Linked DNA regions of Gossypium hirsutum: region 1 is linked to region 2. A link is a contact called in public Hi-C data. All regions are on one chromosome and are shown on one strand. The core of a region is the stretch at or near the end of the contact, and the rest is flanking DNA. Distances in the headings are between cores, read along the strand shown.

Region 1 (7,066 bases), core at 673-3,172, 170 kb after region 2:
AATGAGTTCTTTAAATAGCAATACATGATATTCTCATGCATTTCTAGCTCTAGTTGGGAATGGTGTATTCCAACAGAAGTTGATGGCACCTCATATGGATTTGGAGAACCACTAGATTTGAATTCTGGAAACTGTGATGCAAAATGTCCTAATTGTATTTCTGTTTATGTGTATTTATCAGAGATAACTGGTTTCCAATAGCAATACAAAATTATAAATAAACTTGTATGTTAGGTCCGATGTTCCAATTTGTGAATCCACTACATGAGTCATTTGTTACATCGATATAGGGTTCCTAGACAAGCTTGGAATATTGGCCCCCATGTCCTTCTTTAATGTTGTGAGCTCGACATACAACTTAACTCTTCCATCACCATTTTGACTCTTGAAGTGCAATCATTGTCTATCGATTATTATCATCTGCTACATGAATTGCAAATATCTCACTAAATTGTCACATTTATAAATCTATACCTCAACAACCCAATCGAAGCTCCAACTTTTTAACCAATTTTGCGCTTAATCTCCACTAACGTGATGACTTTTTTTGAACATTTGGACTCGAAGATTACAATGATATCCATATCATGAATCTGACCATTATAGTTCACCGTACCATAAAACCCGTTGCTCATTTTGTATAGAACTCATGTGTATAATATCAATTTAAATTTAAAAAAAGTTAATCAATATATAATTAATAAAACAACAGCATTATTCTTGCTAATATAATATCTTTATTTATAACATTAACATTTTTCATATGAAAATAAAAATATTCTTAGTAGATTTTACAATTCTAATAACATAACAACACTATTGAATATTCAAAATATCACTATGCTTGATAACATTGAAGATTTTCCGTAATAATCTTTTCCTTCACCCTAGATATACAACGACAAAACAATGTCAAATTTCGAACAAAAGAAAAACAATGGCATCACCCTATATATATTGTATATTTAACACAAATAAATATTCAACACAAATAAATATCAAAATTTAATGTATATTAACACTAATATATATTGAAAAATGTCAAAAACTAATGTATATTCAACAACAATATCAATAGTCTATTGCATATTTAACACTAATACCTAGTATGTTAATGAATTATAATTTCATGGAGAAAAATATTTACAAAGATTGAGAAAGATAGGTAAATATTGTAGAATATTTGAAAGATAGTAGCTAGAAAAAGATAACAATGCTTAAGGAAAGAAGCCAAATAAACTTATTTTGCTTATGTTGGTGTGAGGGTGTATATATACAAATTTTAACCTCCTCCACATTTTCCATTACTATTTCATTTATTCTTTACTCATACATTGCTTTGTTCCATCATCTCAACTTTGCCTTGTTTTATCATCTCAAAATATCTCAACTTTGCCTTTTTTTCAACCCTTCACATATGTATGAGAAAGTTATATTTCTCAGCCTTTACATGCTTCCTTTAATTGTTGCATCTATAGGCTTTCACTGTTGCATCGAATATGCATGGTATGCAAATCAAAGTCAAACACCTCGAGAGATCGATTTTAAAGTCAACACTTTTAGGAACTAACTTTCATTTAAGTCAACTCTTGGAGATGCCAACTTTGAAGTTGAGACTTTAGTATATTGATTTCACCTTTCCCTTTTGCAAACTCGGCTAGTTTGCTAAATAAGCCAGCATCTCAACTATTGAAAAAAAATCTTTTTTCAATGTACATACAACTAAAAAAAATAGAATTTTTTAACTTTACAAGCAAAATTTAATACATGATACATATCTATTTTAATTTATTTTTAATTTTTCTAATATGTGTTTAAAACACATGACAAATTTCTTCTCAACTTATAAAATTTTTAACTGATAATATATTAAATAATTTTGCATAAAAGAAAAAAAGGCCAATGGACAACATTCATATCCTTGGAAACTGAAAATTAGTTAATTATAGGGAAAAACTATAGAGGGATGGATAATATTGTGTTAAGTTGCTGAAATGGCCGAATATAAGCCTTACAATTCCAAAGGCAAGTAAACCCGAACTCAAATAAAACTTCCCACCTTGTTTTCCAACTTCTAGAACCCTCCACGCTCTCCCATAAACCTCCCTCACTTCTTTCAGTAGGGTTTTTAGTTTCCACTCCCTGTTTCTCGAAACTCAAAATTTTATCTTGGCCTTCTCTCTATTTCTCTAGGGCTTTACTTTGATGGCTCCAGTTCTAAGCAGAAGCTTAGCTACTCCATCTTTAGCCTCTCTCACTTTGACAAACCCCAACAAGGCCTTCAATCTCAGAACCGCTTTTCTACCTCCAAATGCCCTCAACAAGGCCTTCTCTTGCTCTCGATTGAGGTGGAAACTTGAGAAGAGAAACAACCGGATAGCGGTTCGATGTGAGGCTTCAGCTGTAGCAGAGAAAGAGGCCGAAGAGACCTCCGGGGAGAAATTTGAGTACCAAGCCGAGGTGGGTTTCTTTTGCTTTTCCTGGGTTTTGCTCTCCTGTTTCTGCTTTTGGTGGAATATTTAGGGATTTAATTGGTGGTTTTATGAGAAAATTAAGGGAAAATGATGTTTGCTTGATGTATTACGACACTTGAAAAATACACTTATTATTATTGGATAAAGCTTTGGTTGGCTAAAGGTAGATGCTTGTTTACATTGAAATTTTTTACCCTATATTATCTATTCCTGAAATTAATAGTTTACAAATGGTTGCAGGTTAGTCGCTTGTTGGATTTGATTGTTCACAGTCTATACAGTCATAAAGAGGTCTTTTTGAGAGAGCTTGTAAGGTGAGAATATTTATTTCCTGCTAAAACCATGCACTTTTTTAAATGACGAATCACGTTACTTTTAGTTTAGTTGGTTTTCTGTTCGGACGATTGACGAAGTTCTGTTTCTGTGTTCCAGTAATGCAAGTGATGCTTTAGATAAGCTTAGATTCTTAAGTGTGACTGAACCCTCTCTGCTTGGAGATTCGGGAGAACTAGAGATACGCATCAAACCTGATCCAGATAATGGGACTATCACTATAACGTATGCCTTTTTTATCACCTTCTCAAAAAAAAAAAAAATTGATACGAAGAGGACTTAATTAAAAAAAAAATTATTTTCAGGGATACGGGAATTGGAATGACCAAAGAAGAGCTTATTGACTGTCTTGGAACAATTGCTCAAAGTGGTACTTCCAAATTTCTTAAGGCTCTGAAGGTAATTTCTCTTGTATTTTGTAAATATCTCTCTCTTTTTAGAAAATAAAGGAAAAAAAGTGTTTTGGTGAGTGACTTAGCATCTCATTATTTGTAGGAAAATAAGGATCTAGGGGCAGACAATGGTTTGATTGGGCAATTTGGTGTTGGATTCTATTCTGCTTTTCTTGTTGCTGAGAAGGTAACATGCTGTCATCTTAATGATAACTTGCATTATCATCTTCTGCTTCATGTATGAAGCCTTTTTGTTCAATAATTTTCAGGCTAATTGGGTTGCTTGTTTATATGTTTCTTGAACAGGTTGTTGTGTCCACAAAGAGTCCGAAGTCAGACAAGCAATATGTTTGGGAAGCTGTAGCAGACAGTAGCTCCTATGTGATTAGGGAGGAAACTGATCCAGAAAATATTCTAGTCCGTGGTACACAGATTACACTTTATTTAAGGGTACTCTATCTGTTCATTCTTTTTCCTCTTTTACACCCTATTTGAATGTATTTGCATTTGCATGTTTAAAAATATTAAAGGAAGACAGTAAATAGCATTGAGATTTTAATGTAGTGTTTCGTGCTACAAATACAGTTGCCTTAGAAATTTCTGCTTCTTTAAATTTCAATTCTTCTGAGTGCCATATGTCTAAGATATTGTTCTCCTGCAGTCAGATGACAAGTATGAATTCTCAGATCCCACCAGAATTCAGAATCTGGTGAAGAATTATTCCCAGTTTGTTTCTTTCCCAATCTACACTTGGCAAGAAAAATCAAGGACAGTTGAGGTTAGTATGCATATTTATTTTCTAATTTGGATATGATTCCTTCCATCAGCACTGATGCTTTAGGCATCTGGAAACAATTTGCAACTATCGAATTAATTCTTGTTCCTCCTGCAACATTCCTTCATGATACCTCAGCTTATCTCTGTGCTGATCCTTTTTCCTGATCTCATATCCGGTGACAAAGAGTCACTCTGTTTTGTTATAAGCATTTCAATTCTGAGCACATTAAAAATTAGCTCTTAACCATTTTTACTATATTTATATCTTTGAGCAGGTAGAGGAGGAAGAACCACCAAAAGAAGGAGAAGAAAACCCAGAAGTAACTGTTCCATTGCTTTTTGATATTATTGTAGCTAGCAAACTATCTTCTCGGTAAATGTGGTGTTATGGTTACCTGATATGATTGTTGACAGGAAGTGAAGAAAAAGAAGACGACTAAAACTGAGAAGTATTGGGACTGGGAATTAGCAAATGAAACAAAGCCAATATGGGTGAGTTTGGTTTTGTCTTCTCAACAATATGCAATTTAAGCTGCTTTTTTTTCTTAAGAATGCTATTGTATGACCCATATAGTTTTATTGTTATAATCATTATTTATTTCTTTTTTTGGGGTCTGTTGTAGATGCGAAATCCTAAGGAGGTTGAAAAAGACGAGTACAATGAATTCTACAAGAAGACTTTCAACGAATTCTTGGATCCACTTGGATATACTCACTTCACAACAGAGGTATTCATGTGACCATAGTTTATGAATTGAGTTCCTATGAGTAACTAGATTTGTAAAAGTTTCTTTGAAAATCATGCAGGGTGAGGTGGAGTTTAGGAGTGTTCTGTATATTCCTGGCATGGGTCCTCTAAACAATGAGGATGTAGTAAACCCAAAAACAAAGAACATACGTTTGTATGTGAAACGTGTATTTATCTCAGATGATTTTGATGGAGAGCTGGTAAGCTTTGACCTGGTCATTTGATACTCTGTTTTTACAATATTGGCTTTTCCAAGACTTGTGGGAGTTTATAATGGTTCTTTGCATTGAATAACATTCGGGTAACCAAGAAATGTTATAACTAAAATTTTTTTGGCATGGTTTGATATCTCGTTCTCCATCCATTTCTTGCATGTTTATGATAAATCCATTTAAAGGTTCTTTGAAAATTTTAACTAGAAAAGTATTTCCGCTTTCTACTTGTATGAGACAATCAAAGATAAATTCTGTATCTTCACAAGAAAGTAGGGAAAAGGATTGCTTAATTTCTTTTACTTTGTTCCCTTGCTTCAAGTGACTAAATAATGTAATTTGCATTTCTCTGATGAAAGATATAGTCTTTCCTTGTGTTGGTAGCTTGTTTTATCAAGCTTTAACTTGTACTTGAACTGAATGTTATTTTGTAGTTTCCACGATACTTGAGCTTTGTGAAGGGTGTTGTGGACTCTGATGATCTTCCACTTAATGTTTCTCGAGAGATCCTCCAAGAAAGCCGTATTGTAAGATTAGTTTTTTCTATACTTAAATCATATTTTACTGTCACATGTAAAATTATCCTCTGTAAATCCTTATTCTCAGTTTAGGGTCAATGAGCAACTCTGCTAACTATTTAGCAGTTACTGTTATGTTGCCATATTGACTGTATTATGGTTACTGTTTATTAGGTGAGAATTATGAGAAAGAGGCTTGTTAGGAAAACTTTTGACATGATTCAGGAGATTTCTGAAAGTGAAAATAAGGAGGTATATTGTGTGATGGAACCTTAGATTTTTTTTTTTCACTATTGCTGACATAACTTTGTCTATTAACTTGTACTATGGTGAACTTGATTACAGGATTACAAAAAGTTCTGGGAGAACTTTGGCAGGTTCCTAAAGTTGGGATGCATTGAAGACTCTGGTAATCACAAGCGTATAACACCATTGCTTCGGTTTTACACATCAAAAAGTGAAGAGGAATTGACAAGTTTGGATGAGTACGTTGAAAGTATGGGTGAGAATCAAAAGGCTATTTATTACTTGGCAACCGACAGCTTGAAAAGTGCCAAGACTGCTCCATTCTTAGAGAAGTTGGTTCAAAAAGACATTGAGGTATGTTTGTCTATTCGGCATTGGATGTGTAAGGGTCAAATTAAACATGGCTTCAGTTCTTTAGTTGGCTTCATGGCATTTGGAGTAGTTCCAATTTATGTGTGGATAAAATTGATAAGATATTGCCTTGTGAACTACTTGAATCATCTTCAGATAAGTCTTATATTTGGAAATCTCATGAAAAAGCTGAAGAAAAGAAATTAGTTTAACCGTTGGGTGCTCGTTATAGTTGATAGGATGGCAGAGATTTCCTTTATTCCTTTCATTATTTATATTGGATAAATCAACTTATTTATCCAACCAAAGAAGTAGGCAAGCCTACATATTGTATAACAAACTGCTTAGCACTGAAATAAGGAATGTCAAAACAAAAATACTACTGTTAAATCAAATTATTTATTCTTGTTATCCTAAGCACATTTTTTTCTCTTTCTTTTTCCCTCTTAGTAGCTGATCTGGTTTCTTTGCATTATAATCGATATAAGCTTCTTTCTTTTAGGTTCTCTATTTAGTTGAGCCTATCGATGAGGTTGCCATTCAGAACCTTCAGACCTACAAAGAGAAGAAATTTGTTGATATTAGCAAGGAAGACTTGGAACTTGGTTGGTGTTTATGGTTTCTTTTATTTATTTATTGGTTGAAGGGGAGGGGTATCTTCCTTTGGCTGCCTTGCTCTTCATTTCTGATGGCTTTGGTGTGAATCTAATGGAATTTGTTGTTATACCAGGTGATGAAGATGAGGTAAAAGAGAGAGAAACTAAACAAGAGTTCAATCTTCTCTGTGATTGGATAAAGCAACAACTGGGAGACAAAGTGGCCAAAGTCCAAATTTCTAAGCGACTAAGTTCATCACCTTGTGTGCTTGTTTCTGGCAAGTTTGGATGGTCAGCTAACATGGAAAGGTGAATGATTTTATTTTATTTTTGTTTCTCGCCATAAGTCAAACATGCACTAAATCATTCCTCGACTAATATTTTCATTATGCAGGTTGATGAAAGCACAAGCGCTTGGA
Region 2 (6,949 bases), core at 632-3,131:
TTAAATTTAAGAGAACTTAATTAGCAGTATTATTAATTAAAATGTAACTTGTAGATAAGACGAGAATTAATTTATGGAATTAAAAGGAAAAGGATTGAAGGAGTAGAGGGACTGAAAATAGAATTTTAGTAATCTATTCTTGATTCCTTCATTAAATTTCACTAAATCAATGCACTCTAATCAGAACTCAGGAATAGGAGACAACAACCATGCTATGATAAACTGACGTAGAATTTATCCAATGTTGTTACCTAAGAATTTTAGGAACATGCCAGTTGATTATTTAGCACCAAATCACTACAGGAAAATAGGGCTTTAACGGCGTTTTTAGCGGCGTTTTATCAAAAAACGCCGCAAAAATTGTAAAACACAGAGCAATAGCGGCGTTTTTTGTTAAAATGCCGCTAAAGACCAGAGCATTAGCGGCGCTTCTGGTAAAACGCCGCTAAAGACCAGAGCATTAGCGGCGCTTTTGGTAAAACGCCGCTAAAAACTAGAGCATTAGCGGCGCTTTTCGTAAAACGCCGCTAAAGACCAGAGCATTAGCGGCGCTTTTAGTAAAACGCCACTAAAAGTTATATAACACCTAAAATCCTAAACCCCAAAGAAAAAAATAAAATATTAATCTATAACCCCTAAAATAGTAAACCCCTAAACCCTAACAAGCCCTAAACACTAAACTATAACTCCTAAAACCCTAAACGCCGCAATTTGTGCATTTTTAGTGGCGCTAGGTTATAAACGCTGCTAATGTTAAATTAAACTTAAATTCAAAAATTTGAAACATAGAGGAATTAAATTCTTAAGAATAGAAATATAATGACTAAATTTTAATTTTACGAAAAGTACAAATACTTATCTCATATTTTAGCTTTTACAGATTAAATGGTTTAGTATTCAATTTGTTAAAGTATGTTAAGAGAATTACTTTTTCTTTTTTAAGATTTAACACTCCTATGCGAAAAGATATTATTTAACTCGTATATTTGTTAAAATTTTATATAAAATTTAATTGTTATTTTGGTTATAATCATAAAGTTAATTGTGTTTCGAATTTTTATTATATATATATAAATAAATACATTCTTATAACTTAATTTATATGTGAGAGGGTAAATTAATAATTTCATAACTGAATTAATATACTTGATTAAACCATAACACCAACTTAATAAAAAAATAACTATAATTATAAATTTTTCTTTCTATTTATATGATTCAACTAAAAATATTTTTAATATTTAATTTATATAGACAAACAATTATTGCACTCAAATTGATATAAATTATAAAATTACAATTAATTTTATTTAAAAGTCGATTCGAAACAATGGATGTTTTGAATTCGTAAAGTAAAATAATCATACTAGAATATGGCACACTCATTGAATTTTTATGTAACAAAATTAATAAAATTTGATGTAATAACCAGTATGCCATTTATATAAAAATCTAAACAACTAATGCGGACCATACTTAAAACAATAATGCTTGTACTAATAAAATTTTCATAATATTTAATTATTTTAGTATATACGCATAATTTCCATGATTAACTTTATATCACATAATGTTATTAATGATAAAAAGATCTTTTTTTATTTTTTATCAAAATAATATTTTTATATGAAAATAATAAATATGATTTTATAAAATTATATAAACTAATTTTGTTATTATATATGTAATGTGCAACAGTAATTTATTAATAAAATTTTATTTTAATTTGAATGGGTTTAATTGATTTTTACAATAATTTTAAGAAGTTAGCGGCGCTAGCATAAAAACGCCGCAATAGATCACCTTTAGCGGCGTTTTTTTTAAAAACGCCACAACTGTCAAATTTTTTTAACCAAAACTTCGTCGTTTTAGTTTCATCCAATTTATTCGCTCCCGATAGCTGTTCTTTTTCCCCTTAACAAAATTTCCCTCATTCCATCTCTTCTCCTTTAATCCCTAAATTTTCATCCCCAAGTTCCCAACCCATTTGCCACCGAAGACGCCGACCGGACCACCTGCTGCATCGCCCTCGACTAACCTCTCTGCTGCGTCGCCGTCGCCTGCTCATCCTGCTCAGAAATGAGATTATATTTTTCACAACGGTAAATTAAATGGGAAGCGCCATGTACGACCTTACTACTTTGAGTTCGTCTCTCATGTTAGTTTTCTTTCTTTTTCCTGATTTCAGTTGTTAGCAAGTTTTTTAAAACCCCTAATTAAACCCTAATTCTGCTTATCTAATAAAAAATTGCGATTTTAATTGTTGATTTGGCACAGGTTAATAAACGATGGGAAGGTAAAACAATAGTGGATTTGTTCGCTCAAGAGTTCAGAGGTCGATCTAGAGATTACTATGTAAGTCATCAGTCTTTCCCCTTTTTTTCTTCTGGGCTAAATCTTTGTTTGACTGGAAATATGTAAAATAGAGAGCAGTGGAAGAATGGTTAATAATAATATATTTCCTGTTGGAATTTTGTGTTGATTTGTATTTTGGACCTAATAGGGGACACATATTGGGTGCTATTCATGATTTTGCATATGCTGTTTTACTAGAATCATGATTAACAAATGTACATGTGACGTATTGCTTAATGATATAATAAATTAAGCCAGAATGAAATATATCTAGTTTTGATTTTCTAATACGTTTATCTTTGCTTTTGATTGTAGATTATTTTTCTAGAAACAATATGCAATGATGAAAAGATTATTGAAAGAAATATTTGCCTTAAAATTCAACAAAGTCCTGACTATGCAGAAGAGTAAGGCTATTATCAATAACCTTTTACTTCTTGCTCAGATGAAAAGTTCTAGACTTGCTTATCAATCTAGTTTTGCGGGCCAGATTTCGAAGTTGGATCACAAGACTTTACAACCCGGTTAGCTAATTACGAAAAGGTAGTTCCTGAATTGCTTTTGTAGTTCTTCGTTAACATGTTTGCTTCGGATGCAGATTACCATTCTAAGGTGTACCTTTGTGCTTATTGTTACTAGGTTTATGAACCAGTTGATGAAGGGTCTTACATCAAAATGATTGATATGGCTAGTGGGCATGGTGGACAAATACAAGTTAAGTTCAAATCTCCTTCTTTTATATGGCTTTTGTGCTTCATGCATATGCATGTAGGATCAATGTTCATTGTGGCCATAACATGGTGTAACTAGTCTGTATTGTTGTACTTTTAGTTAAAAGTAGTTTCTGCAATATATGGAGAAAGTTGTCATTATAATGGCTTTGTTGTTCTTAAAGCTTTTTCTATCATATCTTTTGTTTCTTATTTCCTTAAAGTATTAATTCTTAAATGTTTACCCCTTCTCTTTCTCAACTTCTTAGATGATTTAATGGCTTTGCAATATGATCTAAGATTTTGCATGTTTTAACTGGATTCAGGTTAACAACATCAGTGGCTATCTTCCTGGACGAATCGTCTTCTTCTTGGTATGGTGTACAATAAGAAATGAGCTTCAATTATATCACATTATAAAGTCTACTTATTAAGTCCCTTTTCTCAGTTCCTTGTGTTTGTTATATTTGATGCAAAACTTTTATTGGTTGAAGGAACGACAACTCTTTTTATAAATTGGAGCTTTTAAAAATTTGGAGTCTCTTAAGTATTCTTTTTTCTTCTTGATATGGCTTAAATCATGATTAACATATCAAGTCTGGGTGAAATTATATCTGACAACATTAGGAACTGCACTTTTTTCTGCGTTATGTTGCAAGATATGGAAGGAAGCTTAAGACTTGTAACATTCAGATTCTACACCTGTTACATTAATTATTCTATATGTATCTTTTGTGACGATTACTCATCTCAGAAGTGCCTTTTTTTTTCTCTAGGAAGGCATCTGAACCTTCAATGAAATCTTAGCATCTACCATTTCTGGAGTGATATTTGATTTAAATGTTTACATTTACAATTTTCATATTATGATATACTTTTTTTTTCTATTATTTTGATGGCATTATATAACAGGTGGTTGCAATTTGTTTTCATCTTTCTTTTCTTCATGATATACTTTTATCAGAAGACTTATGTAATCAATATTTGTTTAATTTCCTGTCAGGAGAGAGATCCTCTTATATTTGATATTATTGTTCTGATTTCATTGTGCTTGCTAGATTAGCATATGCCAGTATCCAGTTTTAACTTACCAGGAAATTTCTTTTCCTGTTGCAACAGTGATACCGGAGAAATTTATATGAAGAAACTCGCAAACTTTGTTGAGAAGCGACTGGAATCTGAAAGGACTGCTTCTGTAAGCTTCACCTTGGTCAATACTTATTTGTTTACATTTATACCAAGCAAAGTTAATCACTTCTTTCAGAATTCAATTGCATCAATTTTACATTCCTTCCCCGTTCCATGTCCTGGTCCTTCTTTACATTTGGAAGCCTGCTTTATGTACTTGAAAAGTGGAGTTATCGCCTGTTGGCTATTATTTCTTTTGCTTGAGATAGTGTCATTTGGTAGTTTATTAATCTAAATTCAAAAAAGAAAAAAAAAAAGAAAAAGAAAATGCATGCAAAGTGCAGATCAGTTGAGTATATGTCAAAGATCTACATTTTGGTATCATCCGTTTTTTTTTTTATCAATTGGCATCCTGGTTTGAGTAAATCAAATTGTATAGATGTTATGGGATACTATTTCTTTAGATGTTATATATTTTGTAGCCTCCGTACTTGAAATAGGCATACATTACTGAAACTTTATCAAGCTTTACGGTGCAGAATATGTATACGCATTATTTATTTTTTGTGATTTTGTTGTTATCTGGATATGGACCAGCACCCTACAGAGAACAATTCCGATAGCAAGTCCAATTGATGGATTTCCAAAGGTTAGTGGGAAACCACAAGAAAGTAACTTATACATCCTTTCTTTCACATTCTAGCCCATTCTGGCTGCTGAATGAAGTATATATTGATATGTTAACAGAGGTATAGTTCTTCACACTTTTGATAGATACATCACATGTACATTTGTTAATTATGATTCTAGTAAAACAGCATATGCAAAATCATGAATAGCTCTTTTATGTTTTGACTGGTGGCAAATGGAACAGGAAAAACCAACTACACTAGATTGCGGTCCAAGAACAATTTGCAAGAGGCACATAATGACTAGCTCCAACCTCTACGAATGCTTGTGGGAGGCATTGCAGCAGCGAATAAGGATGATAACATGCAGTTGACACCGTATGTGCTATGAATCCGAATTCAGGTGTGACTTTTAGATATTTTATGTGCAAAAAAGTATTAGAGTGTCTTATATTTATATGTTAGTTAAGCAGATTATAGATAGAACCTGCAGTAGGATCAACTAATTAGTTGATCAAAAGCTACACCCTATTTTGTAATCGTCTACTTGCATATTTGCATATACTTAATAATAATCTCGTGTCAACTAATTATTCTAATTTTTTATTTAATTGTTTTGTTTCAACATTTTATTTTTATTTGAGTTGAAAGAAGAAAAACACAAATTGCAATTTTGACTTAGTTAATCAATTTAAATAATCAATGCTGATATTTCACATGGGAATTAAGCCCTTATTTCATTTAAGGAACTTTATTATAATATCTTATTTTATTGATATCTTTATATTTAATCTAATTTTTATTATTTATTTTAGTTTTGATTCTAAATTTTTATTTTTATTTTTATTTTAATATTTAAGATAACTTGAGTTCTAACTTTTGGATTTTAATTGTGTTATTAATTTATTATTTTAAATTCTAAATTTAAATTCATTAATTTTTGTATTTAGTTTTAAAGTTAAAGCTTTAATAGAAAATTTAATTTGATAATGAATTTTAATTTTTTCATATTTTTCATGACCTTTATAATATTTCGTAATATCTTTTTTCTGAATTTCATGACTTTTAGCGGCGTTTTTGAGAAAAGCGCCGCTAAAGGTCATGATCTTTAGCGGCGTTTGTGGAAAAAGCGCCGCTAAAGGTCGTGATCTTTAACGGCGTTTATTTGAAAAAACGTCGCAAGCTTTAGTGGCGCCATCTATAGCGGCGTTTTTTGCGGCACTTTTACAAGCGCCGCTAAAGACCTTAAAAAACCGCCGTTAAAAGTCAATTTTGCTGCAGTGAATAGGAGTAAGAAAATCCTATCTTCTCACTATTAAGGTTGGGTTCTCCTTCGATTAAGTACTTTGTTTTTCTAATCGCATCAATGTGTTCTTTAAGTGACGCCATTACTAACACAAGTTTCCTTAATTTCTTTTTTCTCAACGAAAATGGAAGTTAAGAGCAAGTACAGAGCAGAGAGTGGACTTAAAAAAGGAGGACCTTTTAGTTTCTCCCGTAGAAAAGAAAACCCCAATGCGAAGGTAACTTGTGGACATTATTGCAATAATACTTAAAGAGGAAGTCTATCAAACAGGAAAGAATGAAATGAAGAAACATAATAAGCTCACAAACCTGGGATTTACTTTGTCAAGTCTAAGAACCAAGGGTACAAGCAAAAGAGAAAAGCTGAAAAAAATGTGAAAGTATTTTTTTTATTTCATAATTATTTCATAAAATCAAACAATCAGAAAATAACTAAATACTAAAGCATAATAAACATTTAAAGGGAAGAAGAAGAAAAGAGAGACTCACCTGTGGAGAAGAAGAAGAACCAGAGGAAAATTAAGGTTCAGAAAAAAGAAAAAATGGGAAAAAAATGGGTTCTAACGTCTATTTGGAAGAAGAACAAATAAGGTTAAAAAAGTAATATCAGCCCAAAAATACTTTTGGCTGAAAAAAAGCACCAAATTTTTACTTTTTCATCTAAGAAAAATTACTTTTCTTAAGTTGAAAAAGTTTCTACTTTTACAGTATGTTCTTTAATGCTTTTAATATAAAAACACTTTTTATTCTAAAAGCCTATCTAAAAATCAAAGCCGAACGGGGCCTTAAGCGTTGAAGGGTGCTCGGTAAAACTCCAGTGCC

What was found. A called contact is a pair of places that touch in the nucleus more often than the background predicts.
Region 1: a Hi-C map of leaf shows a contact between it and region 2, with 1.6 times the contacts expected there. The contact joins the promoter of LOC107887391 here to the promoter of LOC107887385 in region 2. A contact is called at or near these places in 3 of 34 Hi-C or Micro-C datasets (all in leaf).

Annotation. Positions count from the first base shown.
Region 1 is chrA03:70,463,133-70,470,198 of Gossypium_hirsutum_v2.1, forward strand. It overlaps LOC107887391 (heat shock protein 90-5, chloroplastic), which reads left to right and starts at 1,923. Exons shown (of 18, transcript XM_041096083.1): 1 at 1,923-2,460; 2 at 2,715-2,788; 3 at 2,907-3,032; 4 at 3,113-3,206; 5 at 3,303-3,386; 6 at 3,506-3,649; 7 at 3,861-3,977; 8 at 4,252-4,296; 9 at 4,391-4,468; 10 at 4,600-4,704; 11 at 4,784-4,924; 12 at 5,371-5,463; 13 at 5,800-6,054; 14 at 6,554-6,656; 2 more. The coding sequence starts at 2,206.
Region 2 is chrA03:70,294,889-70,301,837 of Gossypium_hirsutum_v2.1, forward strand. LOC107887385 reads left to right here and starts at 1,882. Exons shown (of 8, transcript XR_001681161.2): 1 at 1,882-2,158; 2 at 2,278-2,355; 3 at 2,801-2,898; 4 at 2,995-3,069; 5 at 3,392-3,439; 6 at 4,185-4,260; 7 at 4,791-4,942; 8 at 5,068-5,421.